Regions from separate parts of the Mus musculus genome. Here all the other regions are linked to region 1. The links are chromatin contacts, called in public Hi-C maps. All regions are on one chromosome and are shown on one strand. Each heading gives the region's core, a stretch centred on a gene start, on an enhancer-like site or on the middle of the called end of the contact. The rest is flanking DNA. Distances are from core to core; before and after follow the strand shown.

Region 1 (3,550 bases), core at 270-2,769:
GTCAGCTGATTCTCAGTGAGTACACTGGTCTCAAGTCAGGGCTCCGCACAGACAGTCCCATACCAAGCAGCTGCAGGACACAAACCTGGAGGCAGAGACCCTGGACTTATCAGTCCTTGTAGCATATACTTTGGGATACATGTAGTTCTGGAAGGCCAGTGACGCTGGATGGTTGTATGAATTACTTTTCTGCTGCTGTAATAAAACACCAGAACCAAAGGTGTCTTACTGAAGACTCTATTTTGGCTTAAAGTTTCAGAGAGTTGGAGCCCATGTTGGTAGACACAGAAGACAGACAGATCAGGAAGCTGAAAGATTGCATTTCAAACAGGCATGGGACAGAATGAGTGGGTGGTAGTATAAAGCTAAGACCTCTGAAAAACCCAGCCCTGGTGATGCACCTCCAGCAAGACTGTACCACTTAAAGCTCCCCATACAGCACCACCAACTGGGCAGCAAGTGTTTGAATGCCTGAGCCTATGGTGGGCATTTCAAACTCAAAGCAGCACAGTGATCACCATGGAAACAATCACTTTCTGGCCAAGGGGACTCATGGCATTTGTTGGGACCTAGAACTGTGCAACCCACTCCAGTGACCATAGCCAAGCCTGGGCAGGCTGGAATGGCAAACTTGCAGGACAGAAGGCTCTGGAGGATATCCCTAGAGGCTTGAGGGACTGGCTAGGGTGTTGGAGTCAGGGGAGGTATATTCATGAGAGAAAGGGCTGAGAAAGGGTAGGATCCATGGAGGCTTGCAACATGTTCTGGGCTTCCTGTCAAGGCATCTACTCTGGACACTATTGGGGTATGACTCTGAGGGTAAAGGAAGAGGATGCACAAAGGGGACACAAACATTCCAGGCAGGAACTTTTGCCATAGTTCATGTAGAGGCAGAGGGGTGTGGTCCTGAGGATGAAGCATAGCTTAGGGTCTCAATGGCAATGGATATCCTTTCAAGAAGAGGGATCAAGCCAGTGGAGACTTGGGATATTAGGGAAAGAACTCAGGGAAGACTGGCAGTATCTGGAAGAATTCTTAAGTACAGCCTAGAGATAATGGCAATGGGGGGACCTAGAGGAGAGCTAGGACCTGGGTCCTCAGCTCAGGTCCCTGGGGCTAGGATATTAAGTGGGAGGTGTGACAGTAGCCAAACAGCCTGAACCTGGGCTGGAGGTCAGAGTGGAGAGCACCTACTTATGATGGAGGGCACCAGAGCCCTGCTGCACATATCTTTGATGCCCAAGTAATGCCCTAGGAGGCAGTATGAACCGAGTTCTGCTTCAAGTCTGAGCTCTGAGGGCAGCAGGCTCAGTTTCATATGCCACCCCCCCCCCCCCATGTGTTTCCAGAACTCCAGTCTTTGGAGACTGGTTTGGCACCAACCAAAAACCACAAGCAAATTGCCAGTGGTAAAATATCTCATAAACATCGCTTCTTGCAAAATCCTGGTCATAACCACGGAGCATTACCCAACAGTGAAGCAAGACCTGTGTACCTTACTGGAGAGTCCAGGGTCCCCTGGACGGTGTGTCCTGCCAGCTTGGGAGTTCCCATTCTTGGTGGCCAGATTCCTCAATGGCTACTTGGAGCAGCAAAGAGAAGCAGAGACCAAGGACCCTTGAGACCAGAGCTTCTTTCCCCTCCTGCCAGTAGGAAGTGTTTACTGCCCAGAGCTGACTTGGGCCTGCCAAACACCCGGCTTCTGGTGGCCAATGGGCTTCTGGCTCTACAGTGAGAGCCATGATCCAAATGTGCTCAGTGAGCAGAAGCAGAAGTGAGGACACACTGGATCTGGCAGGGTGTGGCAAGGCAAGAGATTTATCTTGCTCTACTTGGGCATCCCTGGACCCATGGTGTGAAGAGAACTCTGATAGACCATCAAAGGGGTGGAGTGGAGAATGGTCTCTATTGGCTTCACTTAGATGGAAGTAGCGCCCATTTAGAAATGAAGAATCTTCCCCAAGCACATGGTGAGGGGTCCCAGCAGTGTGCTTGCATAGTTTACACACTGAATCATCATCCTCCCAGATCCAAAGTTAATATTCTTGGTTGCCACTTGTAATGTGATCTTGTGGTTTCTGGCTTCCTGCAGACTTACCCTGCCTGTCATAAGTGGCTGAATTCCATTCTTTTCAAAGTTTGAATGATAGCCCACTGTGTACAGGTATATCATACTTATTCATTTACATGGATAGACATGGAGGAGCTATTGTTATTTGATGGCCATTGTAGGAAGGACAGTCAAGTTTCATCATAGGTGGCCCATGCACCAGTGGGTGATACCCTGTACCCATGGACATACAAGCATTGTTACTGACTCAGTGGCTTATTTTAAAAAGTGTAGAAGACATGAAGATGGGAGGGGAATGTGGAGGGAGTCCTGAGAAAGTTGAAGAAGGAAAGCAGGAAGTGGGGTAGGGGTGAGTATGACCTAACATTTGGTATGTATATATGAAATTATTAAAGAAAAAAATTTAAAGAAAAAATGTCTTCGCTCATTCTACAATTAGCATTTTGTTTTCTCCTGGTTGAATTATTTCAGTTCCTTATGTACTTTAGATATTAACCTTATGATATGTGGCTTAAAAATAAATATATATTATATATATATATATTTATATACATAAATATATATATATTTCATTCTCAAAGCTGCTGGCTGTGGTGGCATACTCCTTTAATTCTCGCACTTGGGAGGTAAAGAAGGGTGGATCTCTATGTCTTCAAACTAGCCTGGTCCTAATAGTGAGTTACAAGCTAGTCAAGGCTGCATAGTGAGACCTTACCTAAAAAAAGTGCTCTAAGTTATATAAGGCTAAATATCTCAATGTCATGGAAACTGCTCCCTCTTGTTTTCTTCTAGTGATTGTACAGTTTGGGATCATATGTAATGTCTCAAGGTTTTACTGCAGTGAAGAGACACCTAAACCAAGGCAGTTCTTATAAAGGACAGCATTTAACTGGAGCAGGCTTATAAGTTCAGAGATTTAGTCCATTTTCATCATGGCAGGAGGCACGGAAGCATCCAGGCAGACATCACACTGGAGGAGATGAAAATTCTACATCTTATTATGAAGGCAAACAGGTGAAGACTGTCTTCAAGGCAGCTAGGAGGAGGGTCTCAAAGCTCACCCCCAGTGACACACTTCCTCCAACAAAGCCACACCTACTCCAACAAGGTCACACCTCCTAACAGTGCCATTCCTTGGGCCAAGCATATACAAACCACACATGTAATAAGTTTTAAAGTTTGGAAGTTGATCTTTGCATATGGTGTCTGATAATGGTTCAGTTTCCTTATTGGATATGAATATATAGATGAATATATAGTTTTCCCGACACAAAGTATTCAAGCCTCTGTCTTTTCCCCAGCATATGCTTTTGGCATAGAGATGTGTGAATATGCCCTTGAATGCTCTGTGCCGTTACATTGATTGAAGTGTCCAGTTGGGATGTCAGTACCATAGTGTTCCGATCACCACTGTGTAATAGATTTTTAATTCAGGTATTGTGGTTCCTCCAGCTTTGTTCTCTTTGATCAAGATTGCTA
Region 2 (3,550 bases), core at 372-2,871, 430 kb after region 1:
GGATGATCTCCGGCATGTGATGTAACCTCTACCAGCTCCAAACTCCATCTCTCTAAAGTGAGATAAGCTTGTCTGTCTGTCTTTCTGTCTGTCACAAGCAGAGACGTCGAGGCGATGTGAGGTCAAGAGAGAAGCACAGTCCTTAGCAGACTGGCCTTAGCAGTCAGCCCTGTGAGCATTTGGCATCATGTTGATGAAGATGGTCCCTATGGGAAGGACAGATGGACACACACAGAGGCAACATGCCAAGGTACCTGTGCCTGGCCCACCTCTCTCTAGCCAGGGCTGTGAAATGTTCCAGCTAGACTCTGGAATAGATTACTAACCGCTAACTTCAGAGCCTCCATGCCAGAGATGAGTATGAACAGACCAGAGTGTGTACCCGGCTCCACGCTCCAGCGTTGATTGGCTTCTGGGAGGATCTACCAGGGAAAGAAGCTCCAAAGTACAGACAGGCTCTGCCTCCCAGGGCTGTGCTCACAGCGGGTAAACATGCAGAGGCTGCCGGGTACCACACCACATGACAGCCAGGAGATTCCAGCTTGCCCACAGGCTGAGGACCAAGGGAGAAGCAGTGTAGCCTGAGGCCATCACTCCTGCCCTGTTCGTGGTGCAGTGTACTTACGATGAGAATGCATGCCTGTGGATGCTAAACTTCTTCCCCACTTTTCCTCCTTTCTAAGTTTGGTCCTCTCTAACTGTTTTTTAAGTTGGGTTCCGTCTGAACTATGAGGATCTGAAAAAAAAAAAAAAAGAAGAATCCCCAAATCTCTTCTGAAACTGCTTTCTACCTGGTCTCTGTTGGGGTAAGCAAGCCTTGAACCAGCTCTTCTAGAGCCTGACTAAGCCCTGTGTTGAAACTCTAGCCCTGTTCCCCTCACTGACATCGCCAAGCCCACTATGACCCACATCTTGATAGCTCGCGCAACGCAGTTTGTAAAGATAAAACAGCCTTGTCTGGACAGACAACTCCAGGAGAGAGAAACTGCAGCCTTGCACATGGTCCAGAAGCCACATTTAACATCCCATTCCCCAGTTCTCCCACATAAACCCCAAGTATCCCCTTTCTCTTTAGCAGACACCCCTCTCCTTCTGTGTCTGTCCCTTGCTGTTAGAAATAAACAGTCCAGCCTATGGAGGTCATTCTCCTGTCTCTTTAATCTGTCTCGGAATCTAACATTAGGTTCCCTCCGATGTCTAACAGTCTCCCCTTGTTGGGGGAGTCAGGGAACTGAGGGACAGGAGAAAAATTTGAACTAGGATATAGCTTTAGAGAGTAGTCTGGTTTTCTCCCCGCTTAACAAGTACAGAAACTGAGGCTCAGAAACTCAGAGGACTCAAAGCTGTCGTCTGGCTAGAAGTGGTGTGCGCAGCCTGTCTTTGCCACGGGTTCATGAAAGCATTTTCCCAGGGACTTTGCTACATACACGGAAGCACCCTAAGGACCTCGTCTCTCTCTCTCTCTCTCTCTCTCTCTCTCTCTCTCTCTCTCTCTCTCTCTCTCTCTCTCTCCTCTCTGCAGCTGCCAGATTGTTCCCTGGAAAACAAGCAGTCTGGCTCCGTCATGGTTGACTAGGTACAGAAAGAAAGAACTCCGCTCAGGGTCAGAGGGCAGAGCCCAGAAAGCATGTTCCGTGTTACCCTGGCTGTGCGCTTGGCAGAAGCCGCTGCAGCCTGGCTGACCAAGGAGCCAAGTAAACCCCTCTCTCTACTTCCAGCACTGGCTGGGCCAATGACAACCTGGGGACAACTGAGGATCTGGCTGTAACCAGGTAAGGTGTTCCTGTGATTAGCATGAAGGTTTACTGTCCCAAGAAGCCCCACCTACCCCTCTCCAGGGTAGTGGGATGTCCCTGTTCCTTCCAGGACCTTACTAGGCCCCCAGGGCAAAGGTGAGCCCTTCCCAGTCCTGTTGAATTGCATCAAATTCCAAACTGGCTGGGTCCAAAGAGCAATCCCAAACACGCTTCTATAAAAATGTGTTGTAAAAGAGCATTCTCCACTCACACTGGCCCTCTGCCCGCTTCCACTTTGGGGTTCTGGGCAGAATTTGAGAAGCAAACTTCTCACCAATTACCATGAACAAAACAACTCCCAGAAGATGCAAGCTGCTGCCAGGCCCAGCCAGGGACAAACCCCATATACAAACAGTTTCCATTCTGTTTCAGGAAACCCCCAGAGATGCCCCTCACGAGGCCGAGGCCACAGCCCGCCCTGCCCCATCGGCCCCTGGCATCTCTCACCTGTGGCTCCACTCCTCAGCTCGGGCAGCCAGAACAAGCTCGCACAGACACACGAGTCCAAGAACACGAGATGGAAAGTCAGGCAGCCACCCTGAGACCCAGGCCTCCCACCTATCACTCATTGCAGCCGCGGCCAGACAGGATGCTGCTTACCCTGGGCGCAACTCTGGCCACATCCAAAGCTTTCCAAGGGCTGGAGGGCTTTGGGGACCCCTCCCCTCTCACCTCATACTTTATATGATCAGGGGAAAGACAAGCAAAGGAAAGCACCCCTCCCTGTGGCTAAGACCATGTCCCCAAATGATCCCATGCGCTAAGAACTGGGCCTTTCCGGAGCAGATTGGAAAATCCTCCGGAGTGAGTGGGGGCCTTGCCAGCTGCTTGAGAAAATGTCTTTTCAGAGTGTACGGGAGTGATCTCTGCATCCCTCTCGTTCTAGGTTGGGCTAAGGGCGGCATGATCCTATGGTATGGGTTGAAGACTGGAGTCCCAGACAAGCATCTAGCACGCATCCGGTCTTCCTCAAGGAGGCTCCACCCAAAGTAAGAGGTGATCCTGCCCGGCTATGCACCACGCGGTGCAATCCTGAGGAGCAGGAACAATTAGGAAAGGCTTCCTGGGCAGTTGGCTCCTGCGGATAAGTAGTTCTTACACAAAAACAGTGTGGACCTAACACAACATTCAGGGGAAGGAAAGAATTACTGAGTCCACAATTGCATATCAGCATCCCACAGACAGCATGTGCAGTTGCAAGGCTGGCCTGGCCAGCTGCAACCCCGAGGAGAGATGAATCTAGCAAGAAAGGAGGGGAGATGCTGGCTGGCCTGGCAGGAGGCGTCTGCAACCACCAGCAGCGTGGGCTTTTGAAAAACTGTGTGGAGTCACAGAAGGCTCCAAATAGGCAATGGCACAAGGTCGTGTCTTAGAAAGCCCACACTGGTGGCAAAAGAGCACAGAGCAGCACCAACAGAGACCGGCCATTGGGGGACTAGCAATGTCCTTTCTGAATTCCCAACTCTCCAGTGGCCCTGGGGCGTGTGGCTTGGCTTCCCTGTCTAAATGGGCACCTGGCTCACTGGCTCACTGACCTCTCAGTTGGCTACCAAGGACAGCTGGATGCTATCAGACTTTATGAGCAGGATCTCAGCTGAACAGAGCTCCCTCCCTCAGGGCAGGTCCCCTTCCTAGTGACCCACATCTAAGGGTGCCAGGTAAAGTCTGATAAAGAGCTACAGCTGGCTCAGAAGACCCTATGCAGGTGCTGACAGAGTAGAGGGAACCCAGTCTAGAGCATTTCCTGAGGTTCA
Region 3 (3,550 bases), core at 698-3,197, 270 kb before region 1:
GAAAACGCAGGTCCTAACACGGCACTGAGGCACAATTCAGAAAACAAAAACAATTCCCACTTGATTTACGGAAACCTCTGATCAGCAGGCTGGGTTAGGGTGACCATTTTGACTTTTCCCTAAACCAGGGCAGAAAGCTACACTGGGGTTGGAGAAACCCCTAAGCTGTAGAAATCAGAAGGCTCTAAACCCAAAGCCTGAATCTACTTGTTTTGCAAATATCTCTCACCTGACTAAGGGTTCAGTTCCTACAGCTCCTAGAGTTGACTTCCTGTGGTCATCTTTACGGCCTGGAAACTAACGTAGTAGGTTTTGGGGTTACAGGGAAGTTTGATGACTATAGTTTCACTCCCAAGACTAGTAATTCCCCACCCCCACCCCCCAGTAGCTTGTAAGCCATGGTACTGTTCTGGGCTCAAGGCTCCAACGCTCAGGACCATGAGTCGGTGTGAAGTAACTTCTTTTGCTAAGTTGGGGTTTGCCAGTCACTCACATGCCATTTACTGCAGCCTGTCAGCTGCCTATGGTTGCCAATTACCCGTGGTCGGCTCGAGGTTGTCAATTACCTGAGGTCTGCCAGTTGTCGGCGGTTTGCCGCAACCTAATTCCGTGGTGTTGTAACTAGCCACAGTGGAGAGTATGTCCCCTTAGCTTTCCAGTCCTAATCTGTCCCAGTGCAGCTTTTTGTGACCGTTGCCCGTGATTCACCACAATTCGTTCTGGTTTGTGATTACACCGCTCTTTGTTCTCAGACAACAGGTTATCTACTACCATCCACCACTTTGTGGTCATCTTTATTTAGAGAAAGCTTCACTGTTGCTCGCCAGGGGTCTTCACCTCGCCCCCCCCCCCCCTCCAGAGGCCAGAGGCCTCCACACCCCTCCCCCCACAAAAACCTCCCTTTCATGAGAAATGGCAAATTGATGACCGGTTAACCCTCCCCCAAGGTTCTTGGTTCCTAGTGAATGGGCTGATCCTAAGCCCAGGAAATCCCTGCTGGCGGCCAGTGGTGGGGGATGGGTCAGCCTTTGGTGGGGGGATGGGGCAGTCAGAACAAGGAAGCCTCAGCTTCCTTTCCTGTTTAGGCAGACCTGAGGTCTTGGCTGTGCAAACAGAGAGGGGGGGCAGGTACTTGGGTTCTTAGTACTGCTTAGAGGTACTACGCTAGGCTACATACCATCCTGAAAACCGCAAACTATCTTTATCTCTCTGCACATACATGTAGGCTTGTATGTACACACACACACACACACACACACACACACTGGATTCACAGTTGCTTTCAAGTCCCATGTCATCCTAAGCCTCACAGTTGAACCTCTACTGACCCAGCTCTAGCCCAGGAGAAACCACTATAGCGTTGGTTGCCGTATCGTATTGAGACCACAACCTGGCTTTTTGAGGGTCCCAAGGAGGCAAGAATCACCTTACAGGTTGCCCTTGCAGATACATCTGTTGAGCTTAGTGAGTTCCAAGACTTGATACCAGCCTCCAGCTCTGGGTGATCCACCATATGGCCAGCTAGGCCTTTCCCCTGGGATTCTCCAAGGGAGGCTACTAACTTTAGAAGGAAATGGGGGCTGGAAGCAATCTGGAATAGGTTGAACCTCACAGTGTGACACCCTGCCTTCTCTCTTGGCAAAGGTCCAAAGTTAAAGCTCAAGAAGTGCTTAGAAACCAATGGATTCTAACCACTCAACAGCCTGTTTCCTCATTTCAAGAGCCTCTGTCATCTTTGTCACCAACTAGACCACAGGGAGTCCCAAGAAAGAGGCATCAAGGAAGGGCAGTAGGGAATTTGCCTAGCTATCACCTCCTGAAAGGGACACCGCTGTCACAAGAACGCTCTAGCAATACTGACATTCCCAGGACAGCGAGGCTCCTCTGCCTCAGCTATCCCTAGCTCCTCTGGCCCTTGCTGCTCTTCCTGCCCACACGGGATCCCAGGACTCTTTCCCAGGGGTGAGAGGACAGACGTTACGACACGGCTCTGTCATTGCCAAAGTACACACTCAACTGTGCAATCAAATTAAAAGGAAATGTAAAAGGAAATGTAGTTTTAAGCAAGCTCACAGTTCTGTGTTAGGCCACGCTCACAGCTATCCCCTACTGCACAAAGCTCATGGACTTGGTTGGGTTGGACACTGCTAGTCTTAGGCAGAAGCCCCAAGGAGACCAAGGTATCCTACATTCACCCATTAGCTATACTACAATCCCTGAGATGTCTGTGAGAGCCTTCTTTTCCTGCCAAGGAACAGTGTGAAAGGACAATCTGGTCTTAGCAGCCAGTCCTCTGTCACCTTGGTCTCCCTGCCTCCCCCATCATCTTCTTCCTTCCTCTTCCCACACACCACACCCTTCTGTCACCTCATTTCATGAGGTGGGAGAGAAGAGTTGTATAATGCCCCTTGTCCCTTCCTGACTTTCCCAGCGGGGCTCCTCCATGCAGATCTACTCAAGGTTCTCTGAAGGACAGCCCAGGCTCCAGCTGTGGAAACAGCCATAAGTGGGCCTGGGTCTGTGCCTGCTGGGTGGGGTGTATGTGAGGCCCTGTGGGAACCCTAGAGCAGTCTTTCAGGGACATCTCTAGTCGGGAAGGCAGAGGGTTTTGCTTGGATCTCTTGGCTGACCACGTGGCCATACGTTCAACACTCCAGGATGCCTGTTCCTGGAGCCAGACAGAAAATGAGTTAGGGCTGCAAACAGGATCTGAGTGGCCCCCTGCTCTGGAGAGGCCCCTCCATGTAAACAGAACGAGTTTCTGGGAAACGTACAGAAGGCCAGGCTGTCGGGAAAGGACGTGGCCCACATTCCTGATGTTCCCACCCAGGCAAGAGCGCCAGTTTTTCATGGGCATCCCAGCCCCCAACCCAGCTCTCCCTGTCAGCTAAATGACAATTTCCCACTTGTTGACTTGGCCTTGCAGAGAAGTGGGGAGGGGGGCACTCATCCACCCCCAGAGGCTGGGCTTGAGAGCTGTCTATTTGAGATCTAGGCAGAGGTACCTAGAGGGAAGCCCAGGCACAGTAAGGGCACAGTTAGCTTTCCTGCTGGCTCTGAGCATGTGAAGAGAGTCACTTCCCCCCTGGTGCTTGTCATTTTGTCCCTGGCATCTCTAGTGCTGCCAGCCTCCCTGCCCTGTATGCTTTGTACGTGGCGCTCCTGTGTTCCTTGAACTAGCAGATGAGCTTGTGTGAATGGCCTTCTAGCTTTTTTTGTTTTTCCTTCTTTTGAAAGTCTACAGAATTCAGGGTAACCATTTGAAAACTTTGGGTGTATTTTGGGGGCACCCAGGCCTGAGTGGGCCCCCTGCCACGACCCCTGCCAGGGACTTCGGTCATTAAAGTTCTTTTTCAATTAGCTAGTAGGGAAGGCTTTAAAAAAATCTAGTCTGTCTTTTTCTGTGTTCACAGGGGATGTGTGGAATGGATGTTAATTTTCATATTTTTGCAGACACAAGGAGTGGCTCGATCTCTCTCAGTGCATGGGTCCTCAAGAACCACTGTTGTTTCATTTCCCCTCCCTCCCTGGGCTGTCTGCTCCCCAAAGT

Evidence for each region. A called contact is a pair of places that touch in the nucleus more often than the background predicts.
Region 2: a Hi-C map of liver shows a contact between it and region 1, with 2.2 times the contacts expected there. The contact joins two enhancer-like sites. A contact is called at or near these places in 1 of 15 datasets of contacts at CTCF or cohesin (the NIH/3T3 cell line) and 1 of 484 Hi-C or Micro-C datasets (liver).
Region 3: a Hi-C map of liver shows a contact between it and region 1, with 4 times the contacts expected there. The contact joins two enhancer-like sites. A contact is called at or near these places in 1 of 15 datasets of contacts at CTCF or cohesin (the NIH/3T3 cell line) and 3 of 484 Hi-C or Micro-C datasets (all in liver).

Annotation. Positions count from the first base shown.
Region 1 is chr12:109,797,567-109,801,116 of GRCm38.p6, forward strand. No RefSeq gene overlaps it. Among named protein-coding and RNA genes, the nearest start is that of Mir3072, 51 kb to the left of the region's middle. Within about 2 kb of position 1,520, at least 27 of the 459 cell types and tissues checked have an H3K27ac peak or open chromatin away from gene starts, as enhancers often do. A contact at or near this core is called in liver, where this site is marked.
Region 2 is chr12:110,230,505-110,234,054 of GRCm38.p6, forward strand. It overlaps Gm40576 (a long non-coding RNA gene), which reads right to left. Exons shown (of 3, transcript XR_001780704.2): 2 at 1-736. Among named protein-coding and RNA genes, the nearest start is that of Gm40576, 5.1 kb to the right of the region's middle. Within about 2 kb of position 1,622, at least 12 of the 459 cell types and tissues checked have an H3K27ac peak or open chromatin away from gene starts, as enhancers often do. A contact at or near this core is called in liver, where this site is marked.
Region 3 is chr12:109,529,849-109,533,398 of GRCm38.p6, forward strand. All of the region lies in intron 2 of Gm34081 (a long non-coding RNA gene), which reads right to left. Among named protein-coding and RNA genes, the nearest start is that of Gm34081, 8.5 kb to the right of the region's middle. Within about 2 kb of position 1,948, at least 44 of the 459 cell types and tissues checked have an H3K27ac peak or open chromatin away from gene starts, as enhancers often do. A contact at or near this core is called in liver, where this site is marked.